Regions from separate parts of the Sus scrofa genome. Here region 1 is linked to region 2. The links are chromatin contacts, called in public HiChIP or PLAC-seq maps. All regions are on one chromosome and are shown on one strand. The core of a region is the stretch at or near the end of the contact, and the rest is flanking DNA. Distances in the headings are between cores, read along the strand shown.

Region 1 (3,210 bases), core at 7-2,506, 550 kb before region 2:
AGACTCTCTCTCTCAACACAACTGAATAAAAGATTCAAAAACCAGTTAGATCCATTGGCAATTATCTAACCTTCAAATTTTCCGGAATCTGACTTCTTCTCATTACCTCCTCAGCTTCCATCCTGGTCCAAATTGCCATCATCCCTCACCCAGATCACTGCATCAGCCTCCTCACTGCTCACCAGGGCCCCTCACTCCATAGCCTGTCTCCATACCGAAGCAGGTCTGTCATGTGAAGTCACGCCACGTCTCTCCTCTATTCCCAAAGACATCCGTCGGGTGCCTTGCAGTGGCCTATCGGCTTGGCATGAACTGGTCACCGCCTGTGACACTCCCTCTCCCACTCCCCACAAGCCACTCTTGCGTCTTTGCTGCCCTTTGGACATTTCAAGCAGTTCCCCATCTTGAGGTCTTTATCCCTGTTTTTGCCTCAGCTGGAAACACTCTTGCCTCAGATATCTGCACGGATCACTCACTTTCTTCAAGGCTTAGCTCTAATGTGACTGAGTCAGAGAGCCCCTTCCAGATAGCAGTTATAAAAAAGCTCTCCACCCTGCCATCCCAAACGTGCTTTCCAGACCCTTGCTCAGCTTTTTTTTTTTCTTCACAGCATTATTGCCACCTGAAATATTATCTATTTGTGTAATATGTCTCCTGTCCTGGGCTGGAAGAGACTTTGCTGTGATATCTGTTGAAAGCCCAGTGTCTAAAAATACTGACACACAGTAGTATTTGATAAATTTCATTGAATTAATGATTGGATGGGTAATATTGGACTCAAACTGAAAAGTCACGGTGAGGCCATAGGGAAGCAAAGAAGGCGTCCAGTGGTCAGCAGAGAGAAGCAGGAAAAGAGACAGAGAAAAGCAGAGATGAGACTGGGCGTCTCAAGAAAGGCGGAAGGAGAGACTGCTGTAAATGACTTCCAAGGCCCTGACCTTCCAAGGCCCTGAATCCAAGGAGATCCAGCTGTTTCCTGCCCTGGGATATAATAACATCACACACACACACACACACACAATATACCACACTACACACGCTATACTACATACATGTATACCCTCCCATACATAACACATTTCACGCAATATACACACATTTACACACACACACACACACACACACACACACTCTGTACTAAAATGACTGAGTGAGTTTCTGAGTCGTTGCCTAATGGCCCCACACAATGGCAGTGTGTAAATACCCAACACAGAACCAGGCACACAGCAAGTGTTCATGTGAGTTCCCCTTCTCTCCTTTGAAGTCATAGCTATGAGCAGTTCCCGGGGTTGAGAACTTGCCCCGACCTTCCTGTTTTTCCTATAGAGTCAGCCCCTCCCACAGCCCCACCCCCCTCACCAGGCTCCGCCCACCTGCCTTCCCATTCATACAATAGGTCCAGTCACTCCTTCTGTCCTCTGAGCTGACAAAAATCTATGCTGCTCCCCCCGCAAAACAGCCTCCCCATCCCAACTGCCCTGTCTGCTGAGCAACTTTGCTCTCCAGTTCCTCTTGTTAGAAATTTAGAAGTCATGTTTAACACCCCTTTCCTTCATCCCTGCGTCTGTCCACACATCTTGTTCATTCTTTCCAAACACTTCTAGACTAACCTATCTTTTCCATTTTCACAATGGATCTTACATCTTTCATCCGGGAATCCTCCTCTGACCCCAGAACAAATCAGTTCCCTATTTGTGCGCTAGCAGCCCTGTGCTTTGCTTTGCACTGACCATGGTTTGCAACTGCACATGTGTGAAAGCATTTGAGTGCTGTTCCTCCTCCACTGACTATAAACTCCCCAAGGGCAGCTCTCGATAAATGCTATTAGATGGATAAATAGAGCTACTTTTTCTCTGTGTGTTTCTTTTTGTCTTTTTAGGGCTGAATCCACGTAATATGGAGGTTCCCGGGATAGGGGTCTAATCAGAGCTGTAGCTGCCGGCGCCACGCCCACAGCCACAGCCATGCCAGATCGGAGCTGCGTCTGTGACAGCTCATGGCAATGACGGATCCTTAATTCGCTGAGTGGGGCCAGGGATCGAACCGCAACCTTATGGTTCCTAGTCAGACTCCTTTCCGCTACGCCAGGATGGGGAACCCTCTCTGTGTTCCTTATCCTCGGCCCTAGATATCATGGAAGCTTCCGGAAAGACGTAGCTGTATTTATCACTATCTGTACACCCTCCCTGACCCAGCCCCAGTCCTAGGCACAAAACCAAGAGCACACTGGGTGCTTGCTAAAGAAGAGCTCACTGATTGCGGTGTTCTGTCAATCATTCAGCCTTTGCATTTGGGGAAAAGCCAAGTCCTCACTCCTAAGTGACCAGTCAGGCAACCAGACCCTGCCAGCCCCAGGAACCCAATAACCGGGAACGTCTGTTTCCACAGCGGCCCAGCAGGCTGGCAGTGTCTCTTTCCTTTTGCCTCCTGATACGGCAGTAATTAGAAACAGCAGTCATGGCCACGCGGCATTCCCGGGAGCACCCTGCTGGATGCGCTGAACACATGTAGCTGCGAGACCACCTGCCGGGGAGAGAATAGAAGAATCATTTGCTGAACATGGCAGGGGTGATGGCTAAGGGGGTGAGCCGCTGCATAGCAAATAGCTGGCCCACCTTCCCCAAAGCCCTAAATAATTTCTCCACTTGGAAAAAAAAAAAAAGAAGAAAATACATGATTAATTTTTCCTGTAGATCATCCCACTTGGAAGCTCAAGGAAAGGCTGCGCATACTAAGAGCCAAACTTGAGAGGCCATATCGCTGGTGTAGACACAGCCAGAGAGAAGGAGGAGAGGAGAAAACCTGTTGCATTGACTTGCGGCACCAGGTGGACTGAGAGGGACAGAAAGAAAGGAGGGCGCATGCTGGTTTCTTGTTATCTTTAAAGTCCTGCTTCGGGCCCTGCCATGGTCACTGCCACATTTGCCACAGCAACACCAAGGGTTGGACTTGACCCATTTTCTCCAAAAGGAAACCGGTGCTCGAGAAATCCAGTACCTTGGCCAAGGTCACCCTGCCGAGAGGAGGCTGAGCGGGATTTGGAGCCTGTCACCCGTAGCCACGCAGACTCAGCAGGTCCTTAGGGAGCCGCTGGGTGACCATCTGTGGAATAGTGCGCCAGACTAGCCTTCTCCACAGCCGAGCTGTAGGATCCAGATTTCCCAGAGCACGGTTAACTGTTCACCGTCTGCCTCAGCCCCAACGTGAGGG
Region 2 (3,172 bases), core at 476-2,975:
CCCAGTCTTTTCATAATTACACCCACAGACACATGTTCTTGACTTCATGACTTGTCCCATTCTCCCTTAGAATAGATGGGTGCATCTATTTTTGAACTAAGATGCATTAAAATTAATTTTATGAGTAGTTCATAATTAAGATTATCCCCTAAGGTCACTGAAGGTAGCCTTAGAGTGGCGAACACTCAGTTTGAAATCACACTGCATGACATACGCTTTAAAGTTTTAAACACGTTTATGTTGTGTCTCCCCTTTTTCATTCCTTTACAGTGGGTATGTGATGGGCATAGAATCAAACAAAGAAGAAATTTTAGAGCAGCATCTGTGAGCAGTGATAAAAAGATGCATGTGATTACTTCAGCGTGACCACTTATCTCTATTTTAGAAACAAATAAGAAATTGAATGATAGAAAGTCACCTGTGAGTTTGAGAAGCTCTGTAAATTCCTGAAGGGCAAGGAAGAATACTTTCTGTCCCAGTTGAGGGACTTCAACAAAGCCATTTTAAGAAATAAACATGAAAATATAAACAGTGTCTTAAATGAGAAGTCACTCCTCAACCATCCACATGTGGTCAATAAAAAAGTCTTAAAAGTGGATGTATTGGGCCACTGAGAATCAGGATGGTATCAGTGGGTGGGTAGGTGGCTGATGACATTCATCCTCAGATTGGAAGACAGGAAGGAAGCCATCAAAGCAATATTCCAGGAGGAAAATCATTAATCTAAAGGCTCCCTTAAAGACTCAGGCCTTACTCTATGGAAGGGAGAGCTGATTACCTTACTCCCTGATTGCTTTGACATAGAATCATTAATCTTAGAATAATGATTCCTGCAGTACAGCCAGAGCCAGTGGCCAGGGTGTCAGGTGGTGAGTCAGAAGGCATTGTCTCTCTTCTTAGCCATGCCACTGACTTGCTGGGTGAGCTTGAATTTCCCTCTCCAAGCTCTTCTGCCACCATCATTACCAGATGCTTACAAGCACATCAAAGCCTTTAGTCCAGTGGTTGAGAACTTGGGCCCTGAAGCCAGACTCCTTTCAAATCCTGCCTTTCTGCTACAAGCTAGTGTTGCTGGAACTCTGCCTCTACACCAGCTCTGAATTGAATCATGGAGGCAGAGTTTTTGGATAAAGTAGAAAAGAATACCTTTATCGTTTTGCCAGGCAAAGGGGACCAAAGATGGTTAATGCCCTTAAAACTGTGCCCTGTCCTGGAGGGGGTACCAAGGAGTCTTAGAGTGTTCAAGGAGTAGGGTGTGATTGGCTTGTGGACATTCTTCTCATTGGTTGGTGATGAGGTAATTGGGAGTCTGCATCATGAATTTTCTGGTTTCAACCAGTCTGGGGTCTACTTGCTTGTGGGCAGCATATGGGTAACTTCTTCTACCTGATGGGGGTTTCAGTATCTACAAAACGGCTGAAAGGACATAGCTCAGAATATTATCTGTAGTCCTTGAGGAAGAACTAAAGGTCCTTGACTTCATTTAAAGTATTATTATTTTGTCTTGCTTGACTGTTTTCCTTTCTGCATTTTCTCACTTCTCTGATTAGGTTTATTTCTTGACTAGTTTTTCTACAGACCCAAAACAGGCAGAGGACGTGGGTGGGGATCTGTTCTGGGATGGGGCTGCTCCGTACACTAGGAGGCCTTCTTCACATTCCTTAGCACCCATCTCTGACTTGTTTCCTCTTCTGGACAAATGTCACTTGATAAACGTTAGTCATCATCATGATGATTACAAAATGCCCATAGACCTGCCTCAGAGATGGAGAAGGAGCCAGGACTAGCCCGGGTGGCAGTGAGCATCTAGAGGTTTGGGGGATGATAGCAGAGAACCCTCATTTGATGCAAAGAGACACTGACAACACGGAGGGGTCAACGTGCCTATTGAGGGCTGATGATGTTCCTTTGTGTGTGGTACTGTGTCCATGTAACAGCTCCGTGAAGGCTGTTACTCTGATCCTTATTAACTCTATTTTGCAGATGAGTAAACCAAGACTTAAAAAGATCAAGCAAGTTGTTCAACATCTCAGAGCTAGTAAGGGGCAGAGAAAATATTCTAAGTTAGGTTCTTTGGCTTTAAAGCTTATAAAACACTGCATAAGCTCAGGGTCAAAATGCCAGGAGATGGAGTTCCTATTGTGGCTCAGTGGGTTAAGAACCTGACTAGTATCCATGAGGCTACAGGTTCAATCCTTGGCCTCTGTCAGCAGGTTAAGGATCCAGCATTGCTGCAGCCTCCGGCTTAGGTTGCAGATGTTGCTCGGATCCTGCATTGCTGAGGCTGTGGTGTAGGTCTGCAGATTTGACCTCTAGCCCAGGAACTTCCATGTGCCGCTTGTGCAGCACTAAAAAGAAAAAAAAAATCAAAAAAAAAATTCCAGGAGATGGGAAGTTATTGCTTAATGGGTACAGAGTTTCTGTTTGAGATGATGAAAAAGTTCTGGAAATAGTGATGATGGTTACACAACACTGTGAAGGTAGTAAAGGCTAGTGAATTATACACTTAAAAATGGTTTAAGTGGATCTTCCCATCGTGGCTCGGTGGAAACAAATCTGACAAATATCCATGAGGATACAGGTTCAATCCTTGGCCTCGCTCAGTGGGTTAAGGATCCAGCGTTGCCATGAGCTATGGTGTAAGTCACAGATGCAGCTCAGATCTGGCATTGTTATGGCTGTGGTATAGACCAGCGCTATAGCTGCAATTCAACCCCTAGCCTGGGAACCTGCATATGCCACGTGTACAGCCCTAAAAAGACCAAAAAAAAAAAGTGCTTTAAGTGGTAAATTATACATTGTGTATATTTTACACACCCAGGCACCAAAAAAATGCCAGCAGAGAGGTTTGGAAGGGTGTTGCCACTCTGAGGTCAAAGACAGATGTGGAAGTCACGGACCAACCTAGGAGCTAGCAATTGAGAAAAACAAAAACTAGAATGTACTTTTGTCCCTCCGTTGCAAAGAAGTCAGTTTGTGAAACACTGGAATAATAATAAACCCAAGTTTATTCCTTGAAGAAAGCATTTTGCACCTTTGGAAGCCCACAGGCTCAAACACGCCACTTTTAGGAAACATTTCTGGGACTTCACAGGCAAACATATTTTAAAAGCTGAAGAACTACGGAGGGGGAGAAACCCCACCTTTTAAATGAATAAAATCTTAATCAATA

Evidence for each region. HiChIP or PLAC-seq counts read pairs in DNA pulled down with a chosen protein or histone mark.
Region 1: an H3K27ac HiChIP or PLAC-seq map of alveolar macrophages shows a contact between it and region 2. The contact joins two enhancer-like sites. A contact is called at or near these places in 1 of 47 Hi-C or Micro-C datasets (liver) and 1 of 2 datasets of contacts at active chromatin or transcription factors (alveolar macrophages).

What each region holds. Positions count from the first base shown.
Region 1 is chr7:89,738,262-89,741,471 of Sscrofa11.1, reverse strand. No RefSeq gene overlaps it. Among named protein-coding and RNA genes, the nearest start is that of FUT8, 220 kb to the right of the region's middle. Within about 2 kb of position 1,256, at least 5 of the 83 cell types and tissues checked have an H3K27ac peak or open chromatin away from gene starts, as enhancers often do. A contact at or near this core is called in alveolar macrophages, where this site is marked.
Region 2 is chr7:89,193,279-89,196,450 of Sscrofa11.1, reverse strand. No RefSeq gene overlaps it. Among named protein-coding and RNA genes, the nearest start is that of MAX, 27 kb to the right of the region's middle. Within about 2 kb of position 1,725, at least 3 of the 83 cell types and tissues checked have an H3K27ac peak or open chromatin away from gene starts, as enhancers often do. A contact at or near this core is called in alveolar macrophages, where this site is marked.